Regions from separate parts of the Gasterosteus aculeatus genome. Here regions 1 and 2 are each linked to region 3. Evidence: chromatin contacts called from public Hi-C data. All regions are on one chromosome and are shown on one strand. Each heading gives the region's core, a stretch centred on a gene start, on an enhancer-like site or on the middle of the called end of the contact. The rest is flanking DNA. Distances are from core to core; before and after follow the strand shown. Region 1 overlaps pex14 (peroxisomal biogenesis factor 14). Region 2 holds the start of casz1 (castor zinc finger 1). Region 3 overlaps casz1 (castor zinc finger 1).

What was found. A called contact is a pair of places that touch in the nucleus more often than the background predicts.
Region 1: a contact with region 3 is called in a Hi-C map of whole body, with 3 times the contacts expected there. The contact joins two enhancer-like sites. A contact is called at or near these places in 3 of 6 Hi-C or Micro-C datasets (liver, skeletal muscle and whole body).
Region 2: a contact with region 3 is called in a Hi-C map of tail fin, with 2.8 times the contacts expected there. The contact joins the promoter of casz1 here to the enhancer-like site in region 3. A contact is called at or near these places in 3 of 6 Hi-C or Micro-C datasets (skeletal muscle, tail fin and whole body).

Annotation. Positions count from the first base shown.
Region 1 is chr2:12,818,087-12,821,452 of fGasAcu3.hap1.1, forward strand. pex14 (peroxisomal biogenesis factor 14) reads right to left here. Exons shown (of 10, transcript XR_005713669.2): 3 at 983-1,067. Among protein-coding and RNA genes, the nearest start is that of pex14, 17 kb to the right of the region's middle. Within about 2 kb of position 2,080, at least 2 of the 9 cell types and tissues checked have open chromatin away from gene starts, as enhancers often do.
Region 2 is chr2:12,626,670-12,630,123 of fGasAcu3.hap1.1, forward strand. casz1 (castor zinc finger 1) reads left to right here and starts at 2,177. Exons shown (of 22, transcript XM_078083529.1): 1 at 2,177-2,390.
Region 3 is chr2:12,714,476-12,717,916 of fGasAcu3.hap1.1, forward strand. The region is part of intron 4 of casz1 (castor zinc finger 1); the gene reads left to right. Among protein-coding and RNA genes, the nearest start is that of LOC144384509, 5.2 kb to the left of the region's middle. Within about 2 kb of position 1,841, at least 4 of the 9 cell types and tissues checked have open chromatin away from gene starts, as enhancers often do.

The sequences.
Region 1 (3,366 bases), core at 830-3,329, 100 kb after region 3:
CTGCATTAAAGAGTCATACATATTTCATGGACTTGAAGTGCAGTAAGAGCAAACCATTTGGGATGGCGGACAACAAAGAAGAAAGTAAGAAGAAAATGTGGCGTAGTATGACATCATTTGGTATTGATGAGGCCTTATTACATTTGAGATAGCCAACAGTAGATTACGAACATGCCTTAGTTGCCAATTATGAGACACCAAGACAGAGAAATTTCAAAAGATTCAAGAGTCATTAGAGCCACATGAGATGTGCGTAGCAGCAGCCGGCAACCATGGATTTGGTTTCGGGTTACCTTCCCCCGTCGTGGAGCTTTTAGGCTCACTTTTCACTGTTTGGCTACTCTAATGCTGGAGGCAGAGTCCCCCAGCACGGCACAAGTACGGTCCCCCAAGTACATCACCGTAAACTGTAAGAGCTCATGTGAGATACACTCGGGGTGTTCCGCACACTTTTCCACCGCCGCCATAAATTGAGTGGACTTAAACGAGTTCTGAGTGATAAAGCTTTTTGCAAGTTTTATTGCGCGAAACAATGTGTCAGAAATAATCTCAATGAAGTGCAAAGAGACTGAAGAGACGGCAAACGATTCCACCATCCCTGCTTAGAAATCTCCCCGTGTCGGGCCTCAAATTTACGGTAACAGTTAAATTAAGTAAAGGGGTTAAAATGCTGGAAGGCAATATTGATAATTCCATTGAAAATGCAGAGGGGGTTTGTCAATATTAATTTTCCTGAACCCAAAGGAGCATCCCAACCGGTTTGTCATCTATTCACAGGGCCCCGAATTGTGCACTCCGAAGCTAAATCGACCCCTGTCATACCCCCCGGGGCAAAGAGCTACAGCCACAACCTTTGACCCGTATAGACTAATCTTGCCAACAAAAAAAAAAAAGAAAACACAGTGTGCATCCCAGGCCAACCACATTCTCTAAACAAACACATAACGTTAATGCAATGTTCAGATTCTCAAATGTCGCTCACCTTTTTTCGTCAAGAAGGCTTTTCTGGTGGCCAAAGGACTCTGACGTACTTTTGGGTTCTGTAGAAATTTGACAGCAGTGGTAATCTGGAAAGAGACAAATGGGATGTAATTTCTCATGGTGAGATAGTGTGAGGGAGAGGGGATACGGTCTGCGGGAAAGTGAGGCTTTTAACAGTTCACACAACAGTCTAGACCTTCTTTAAGAAGAAGGTTCATTAGAAACCCCGGCAAAATCGTAAATGGATTTAATTTGATATTTTCTTCTAAAGACCCCACACCCAGCAGTGAGGAGAAAGACCACCTGACCACTTTCCTGCTAAATGTGGGGAATGACCAAATCAGCCGTTATAAAATTAGCCCATCAAGAGTGCTGGACAAATGGAGTATGGAGCTTAATTTGCTATTACCCTCTTAAAGGCAAACTTCCATTCTTAAGTGCGCAGTGGAAGAAAATCTATACTTAATGCAGAGGTGATCATTTGTATCTAATAACTTGAGAATCCTAGGCTGAAAACTTCTGTAATTCTTCCAGTTAAAAACCTGCCATGATCAAATCACCCGGCCTGAATGTTGTAATGACTTGAAACGTTAATGCACTAGAACGTTAAATAGCATCAGAACATCAGTAGTTTTAAGTGCACTGCGTTCATCGATTCTATTATGTTTTCCTTCGAGATGCACCTTAATTTTCCACCCCAGTATGCATTTCCAAGAATTGGAGGGAGGGAAAAAAAAAAGAAAAGAAAATCATCCTCAAATGGCATTAAAACATAAATTTGAAGTGGGCGCCATGAAGTGGCGCCTCCTAAAATAGATAAATATGTAAGAACACGGAGAAAGGGGAAAGACACTGGAGGGGAGGTTTAGATGACTTATTATCGCACCTGTGGTCCCCGTGATTCAATTGTAAAAGTCATCCCTCTAATAGGTTGAAAGGTTTTGATTACTCTTCTTTTCTCTTAGTGTTGAAAGATACAAAGTGATTGAGCGCCCTGCCAGTGGTAATTCGTTTTGGGTAATGCATTGCATATACTATGAACCAGTTTCAATCCAAAAGATTCGCAGTTCAAACTTGTCCACGGCTGAGGTGTGGCAGGGAGGCTGCATTTCCTGCATTTCTGTGACAGGCAAACAGTACAGCCGAGGCTCGGGGCCCCGGCAACTTTATGGAACTTCTAACAACCAATTTGACCCGTCTTTAAACAACAATGAATAAGCTCATAAGCAACTCAATAACACTTCTATCCTAATAAAAGGTAAACATATGAAAATACCATGCAGCATCCAGAGACCTGCTGCAGAATTATACTACTTTAAAAAAGGTCTACCTTTAGATAAATGCAATAATAAATACATTAAAAGTGAATTTGACCATAACATGCCAGATTCCCCCCAAGAGATGCTGGAACAATCTATTTAGACACTAATCTACCATTTGACTGTGACACGACCGTGACGTTGATGTCCCTATAGGTTACGCGAGGGGTGATGGAGTTTCCTGTATCTCTACACGCTGGTGGGCTTATTGAAGTCGACCCCCCGGAACCTTCATTGGGACAAGCAGATTAAACCATTTGCATGGTGAACCCAACTGATGATGTTCTGCAGCAAACGATTGAGTCAAAAACACGGAAAATATCCACTTTGATAACGAGACAAAGTCATTCTGCTCTTGGCAAAGCGCTTACTGCTCAACTAAGTGAGCCAATGAGACTACTTGTGGTGAACGCACAACCGAGAGGCAGTAAACACACTGAAATCTAATATTCTAATATTTATTCCAGTAAATAACGGAGTGATGTAGGCTCTGTGAGGGGTAATTGTCTAATAGAGGAGGAATATGCTGAATGAGCAAACCGTGTTTATATTCTCTTCAGATTTCAATAGCACAACATTGACAGGAAAATTGTGTCAATATTAATGGGCGTAAGTATGACATCGTAGCAAAGACCGCAGCTAGCTCAGCGGCAAACTAATGAGGCAACTGTCCATTTGGTTAAAACTGTAGTGGTGGATCTTCAGGGAGAGGAAAAGTGCACTTCTTAGCAGATGACATAGATGCTTTGCACAAGTTCCACCCAGACATCTCAATCAATTATAACCACATTGCAGAGATTTCAGTCTTGTCTTGTTATTGACTTATGGATCATCCCAGTTATAGTGTTGGGTAGCACACAACTGGGCTTTTAGGGGGGCAGGGGGGGTCCTGTGAACTGAACTGTAGAAGGCACATTCGGGCCCGGCTCTGTAAATAACAAAAAATAATAATAATTCTGAATTTACTTTCTTTTGGAAAATCTGAGGGTAATTTTTGGTAAAAACAAACAACTCTTTTGTTAAAAACCTGTCGTAAAGCTTTGACTGCTAATGCACGAAAGTGCTC
Region 2 (3,454 bases), core at 927-3,426, 87 kb before region 3:
TTCTCTTAGGATGAAATGAACCCTCTAGTTTAACCAAACTGCATGTCTTTTCTAACCTTGGACTTTCTTGTGATTAGCTTTTAATGTTTTATAATTAGTAGTACCAATGGGAGAGGAGTCAACAGGGCAGAGGTGGGGTGGGTACGCCCTTGAGAGCAGGCCTTATGAATCAACGGCTGGCAATAAATGAACTGGATCATTACTGAATCAAGTGATCTGCAGAATAATCTATTGATTTTCTGGTCTTTCTTACTTCTTTATTATTCGGTATCACAGTATTGCTACATCAGGAGGAACCCACTGATGGATGGGATGCTGGGACCTCTGCCGTGACCGTGGGGGGGGGGAGGTTCCTTAAGAATGTAGTATAAATAACACATTCTAGGGTGCTGGGAATAAAATAAATACAATGACACGAAAATGTATGATTTATAAAGTGTCCTTTTTTAAAGGGTACCTCTGACATTCTCAACTACATAGTGAGCATGTTCATGTCTGAGGCGGTAGGACAATTGGTGGAAACATTGGGACGTAAGATAATAAACGTGTACGTTTTAATGACATACAGTTTGAGAGATTGGTCTGAATTGGGATATTTATTAATCAGACTTTGTGTTGCCTCCATGTGTTTCTGGAATGAGGATTAGATGGTGATGTGATTATAATATGACACATCAATTAACAAACATCCCAATTGTACTGGAGGGACACCAAGCAGTAGGTCACATTCCTTGGACCCTAAACGCCACAACGGGTTTAGATCAAAGAGTAAAGCGCTATCTACCTCGTTAGTTGACTCGCATCGATCCTCTTAATTCTTTATCGTGTACAACAGGACACGTCACAAAACTGCTAATTGGCAATAATCTGTTTGTCAATAGTTTGCAAGACTGCAGAATTTAGATAAGGATAGTTCAAATCTAAAATACATTATCACAGCCTCGCCGTTCCTATGGGCTTTGCTCCTGGGATACCTTCAAGGAGTCTCATGCTCAGAATATTTTACAGTAAATTATTGATATATGGTAGTCGGTAGGAAAGGTGAGAGAGAAGGAAAATAAAGACAGAAAGGGACATTTGTGCTCTGCCGAAAGAAAAAGTAAACTCGGACTGGGAAAAACTTAAATAATGGTTGATCAATTGTGAAACTTAAACGACGCATACACACAAAAAGTCCACTACGGATTTGTTTTTGCTGCGATATTAATGTTTTAAATATCGAAGAGAACTTTTAATTGTACATTAATAACAGCTGTATATATGCCTCAGGATTTAGTGGTCACCAAAACTGCTAACAGGAGAAGTTGGTAATACATGTTCAGAAAAACCACTGTAAAAGAATGCTGCTGCTGTGCTGAATTTGTAAATAGGCAAATGGTTGTCAACATATTGTGATCATGGTGTTACATAGAGCTGCATGTAACTTTTATTTTACCAGAAAAAGCACTTAAATAAAACATTGCATACACTGAATAAAAAGGAATTAGAATGACTCCAAGTTAGTTCTTCTTCTTCTTTATTGTCATAATGGCTTTAATAAAGTATATTAAGACAATGATTAATACAGTTAGAGACCTCAATGGAAGACTTTTAACATATTGCCTAACTCCAGTGCTTTTACCCTCTGGAACCAAGTTCCAACTCAGTTCTAATATTGACTCTCATTTATTCATAAGGAAACCAGGTCTGGGTAACGTAAATGCAAATGAGTATGTTTTATGGGCCAGAAATGTTATCCTGGAACTGCCGTTTATTACATTGTTACATCTAGACTGTTATCAGCTGTATTTGCAGTTTGCAGTTGCACAAAAAAAGACACTGTGGCCTGTAATCATCTCGGACAGGACTCGATTTGCTGGTGGACTCGGTCTTTGTCTCTACTTTTGGACTTGGTCTTGATTCTGGACCTTGTCTATAGGACTTGATGAAGTTGGTCTAGACTACAGCCGCGCCTCTAACAATAACTATTAATAACTACTTTATTAGCCCGTGACAATGTGACAAGTGATTTCACTTGGCCTGGGTGTATTAACCCATAACACATTGATGTGAAATATAACGAAAGAGCCGATCGTTTGGTCAAACTCTCACACAAGAGACCACAGCTGAACTCCAGTCCACGTTTTCTAAGCGACACCTGCCAGCCGAGAAATTCAATTAACGACTCCTCTTCCCGCTTGGAGCCGGTCTCCAGGGCAGATCTTCCGGGCGACTCGCCCAGTGAGAAATTAGAAAATGCTACATAATAAAACCCGAAAAAACTGAGAAAAAAATAATGTGTCAACTTCATGAATGAAAGCGCTCACAATATCCACCGTAAACACACACACACACGCGCGCACACCTGCTCTAAGTCGGAAGTCACCGAGAGACAACGAAGTATACCTCAGGTAAGAGTTTTCCTTTTCCTCTCAACTACTGGACGGGCTGCTCCCTCTCTAGACACATCATTCCCTGCCGGAAAGCGACATCCACACAGCGGGGTGGCAGTGGCCGTGGGCGCGGGCGTTTCGAGGCAGTTATTGAGGCAGTTTACGGCGAATGTCAGTGAATTGACGGACGGACTCGGTGGACGCGACGCGGCGGCGGCGGCAGCAGGTCCGCTGCGGACTCACGCAGTCTGATAAGCGCGTCTGGAAGGAACGCACACAAATAACAAACAAATCAAAAAAGAAAAGAGGACCGGGCTTTCCCGTAAAACTTTATAAATTCCCCTCACAGTGTTTTTTTTTTAGATGAACACGCCGTCAATATCGGGCGAAACAAGCGCGCTTCCCGCAAAAAGTTGACACGGCAACTTCTCCCCCTTCTGCTCCCGTTTCCCCCCCCAAAGATATGAAGCAGAGAAAAGAGCGAAAACGGGACCGACGTGAGGTTGTTTTTATTGTGCATTCAGCAAAGTGTTCAGTCAACACTTTACACCTCGCCAGGACTTTTGGGCGCGTCTGCTTTACCTAAAAACTGCCGAGTTTTTGTTGTGAAAAAACTTGGTGAAAGTCGTTTGGTTCGCTTATAGCAGGTAGCAGCCTCGCGCAGCGTCATTTACCGTAAATAGAGGAACTGGTATAAATGCTGTCAATATTCAAAGCTCCGAATGCGGAAGTTGAGCTGATTCTCTGTAAATGGCTTTTGGAAGTATGGTCTGTTGGTCACAGTGTGACCTGCTGACAGATGAACGGACCTCGTTATTAGTCCGTCTGGCAAAAATAAACAAAAAAAACCCTGCTTATTTGCCCCAATATGTCGTGCGAACTATTGTCAGTTTATCCACCTTCACGCACTTTGGCACGCTTCTCCTTCTGTTCCTTCTCTCGGCAGCTGAAACGCAGCTTTTTTCCCCTGACTTCCACCGTCTGTAGAGCAAAAAAACCACAACAATCTGTTTAAAATCTGTTTAAAAAACACTCTGTGTACCCTGCGTGTTTGATTAGCTGTGAGCTTTATAAATCACCAC
Region 3 (3,441 bases), core at 591-3,090:
GCAGAAACAGGAAACACGAGAGATGAAACAATCAAATAAACTCCAGATGCACGTGGGCTGCCATGCATCTCGCCGCGGTAGCCAACGTGTTCATGGCTACTTGATATGGGCCGGGAGCGAAGTGGCATCGCCACCCCCTTTCTTCCATCCTGTGCACTCATGCAGTGGCCAGCACCTAATTAAAACCTCAAAGCTCCCCGTCACCAATCTGGAGTAATGGCCTAATTAATACTCGGTGAAGAAATATTCCAGAATGATAAACAGGTTGCACCTTGGGTCTTCATTGCCTTTATCATCTAAAATATAACGGGCCAAGTTTTAACTATCAAAGATAATGCATGTTTGTTAAACTAGACTACTTAAAAAAAAGGGGGGGAAATGAGAACGGTGAGGTATCCTTTTTAATTATACTATCTTATAAAGAATGGCAATGAATTATAAATGATGTCATTAATTAGAAAAAAAAAGTTTTAATTATGTATTATTTTCTGGGAATTTTCCTTTGTTTCTTTTTTTCGAATTCTCTCAGCGTTAACAGCCAAAAATAAATCCTTTTTTTAAAATCTCACAGCTGTATATGCCATGTCATGTATTCTTGTGAGATTCAAGAGAAAAGCTCCCTTCACCTTTTTTCCCTCCCTGTCCCGATTTCCTAATCTTAAATATGAAATTATAATTTCATGCAAAGTAAGGGGGAAGAATAGTCTCTAGTCATTGACATGCTGTATAAGAGAGGAAAAGGGGAAAATGAAGAGGTAATTAGCAGGGTGGAAGACTTTGTCGCATTTGTCTGAAAGCACGGTCTCCACTGGCCATGAATGAATTTGCATGCTTAGTTTATCGAAGCGCACTTATTAGGCCAGCTGAAAGAGAGATTAAGCCAGCACAAAATGTGGTGACTAATCCTTTTAAATGTGGCGGAGGGTCTATAAGGTGTGAACCGTTACGCGCGTAGGTTCGTCGGTATGGAATACTTTCACACAGCTGAATGTGTGGAAGAAGAAGCAGCAGCAGCAGATGCAGGGTTAACTATTTAATGACAAGGACAGTGATTGACACAGGTAATAAATTGATAGTTTATCAGAGACACTTTTATCTCTCTAGAACAAATACAGCAGGTGGGGTCAGCCTGGGTACAATGATGGAAACACTTTGTGTGGTCCAACATCTGTTTTTTTTTATAATTCATCAATACCTTGGTTAGTTTAGTTAATCATACATGTAAGGTCAAAGGCGGGACGGTGTTGAGCTAAATCCGTTGTCTCACTCTACTGCTGCTTTTTTTTTTCATTCATTTTTTATCATTGAGCACATCTCTTAAGTTTCAATACTCTACCAGCTTTGCTTTGACGGGATTAAGGTGCTTGTCGTACCGACTGTGGCTTTCATTTTGATCCGAAAGAAGAAAAGAAAAAATCTGTACAAACAAACAGAAGCAATTTTTTCTGTCAACCATCTCCGTGTGCAGGAAAATGTTTGCTCTGCCGGGTTACGGAGCCAACACCCCGTCCCCGTCCCCGTCCCCGTCCGTAATTGACTGCAAACAGGAACGTAGTGACTTTTAAACACTGTCCTCCTCTTTCTCCTGTGTGTCACACACATAGACACACACACACACACAGGCAGACACGCACCCCGGCCCCCCTCAGCCTCAGGTCCCCCCTATTCCGCCGTGTGTTTTTTCATGTGACATTCTATTGACTTGGGTCAGTAGCAGGCAGCACCGGCAATAATTACTGCCCGTACACGATGAATCTGAAGCCCAGCTGTTCACTTCTGTCACTGCCAACGGAGACAGAGAGAGAGAGAGAGAGAGAGAGAGAGAGAGAGGCAAAGCCCAGTTTGCTGGATTCCTTTCTTTTTTTTCTTTTTTTTTACTTGGTAACTTGATAGGATTACATGGTTCCAGAGCCCACACCTGTTAAGAGGCTGTTAGCAGAACAGTTGGCCGTCCCATATCCACAGCTTAGCCTTTTTCTCCTCTTGTCGCTGTCCATTCCGTATCCCCTTTTTAGGATTTCACCCCCGCGTGCATGACGAGAGTTCGCGTCTCACCGGGCTCCTGCCTCAGCCGGGGGTGAGGGGCTGGTTTTGGGGGAGGGGGGAGGGGGGAGTGCGCCCCTTGAGACACGTGAGCACGTATGTGTTTGATGTTTGGGAGCGTAGCCTTAGCGCCTGTGTGCGGGAGGCCCGGGCCCTGACGTCTCTCTTTCCCTCCCTCTCCTGAGACACGTGGGCCATCAGTTGCACTTCCCTCGCCGAACTCAGTCACACCGGAGCCGCCCCCCCCCTCGAACAACGTGTATTTGAGTAACACAACAGCGAAGAAAGAATGAATTCAATTCGGTTTTGTTTTCCACCAGGGTGGAGGGCAGGTGTTGGCAAGGTCATAAAATCTCCAAATACAGGTTATACCAGACGATTTCAATGATTAAGGGTTAGGTTGAGACGTTTCTGCATATTTCAGGAGTGCCAAAGCCCTGTTGTCTATTAGAAATACTTTTGGAAGGAGTGGAGAAATGAGTAATGCATCAAATGTGTTGCCTGTTTTCTCTTGTTCGGCTGATAATGAAGTGAAAAACGGCCCTGGCATGAAGTCTGAACACCGTGAAAAACTGTGCAGGAGATGACAGTTGACAGAGTCAGAAAATACACAATACAGAAGGTTGTTTAGTGCCTTGGTGCAACGTCTCGCGCTGCCTTATTTGGCATTCAGCAGCAACCCGGCTCTTTGGCTTCGTCACTTTCGATGGACTCTCAGCACCTGTTCCCCCTATTGTGCCGGAATTTTCTATATTTGGCCAAGTCGAAACCCTCTCAATTGCTGCGTGTGACATTAGTATTTGGAAATGAACTGGGCATTCTGCTTTCTTAGTCGAGAGACAATATTAGAAAACATGATTCGACTTGGGAGAACTAGGAAACATTCCTCTCCGAGGCATCGAAATGTTATGTCGTCCCTGGCATGTTATTGACACGTTGCATTGCCGTGCAATTTCTCTTCCTCCTGAAGCACAGGAGAAATAAAAAAGAGCAAAGTTAATAGATATCTCAGGCTAACTTTTTAATTGTTCTGATACGTAATCGCTAAATGACAATAAAAAAAGGAGCAGGGCCACTTTAAAAGCTTTATCTCTCCTGCTCTGTGCCCAAAGTGTCATGTCCATAACAGCACCAGCTGATCTACAGAGTAAAATAACCGCTAAGGCTTATTGTTTGGACAATATTGGAGCCCCCCCCCCCCCCCCCCCCCCCAAATCTCCACCCCCCCCCACCCCCTGCCTCCTGCTCCCCCCGCTGCTTCTCTCCCCTCTCCCTTGATTCATTTCACCCACTGTCCTCGCCTGCTGGAAAATGGCGTTAATTTTTTTATTACCTGTTTGACTCTCCAGCCTTATTACTGTAGCCCCTTAATGTTCTCTGTAACCGTGGAAACCAGAT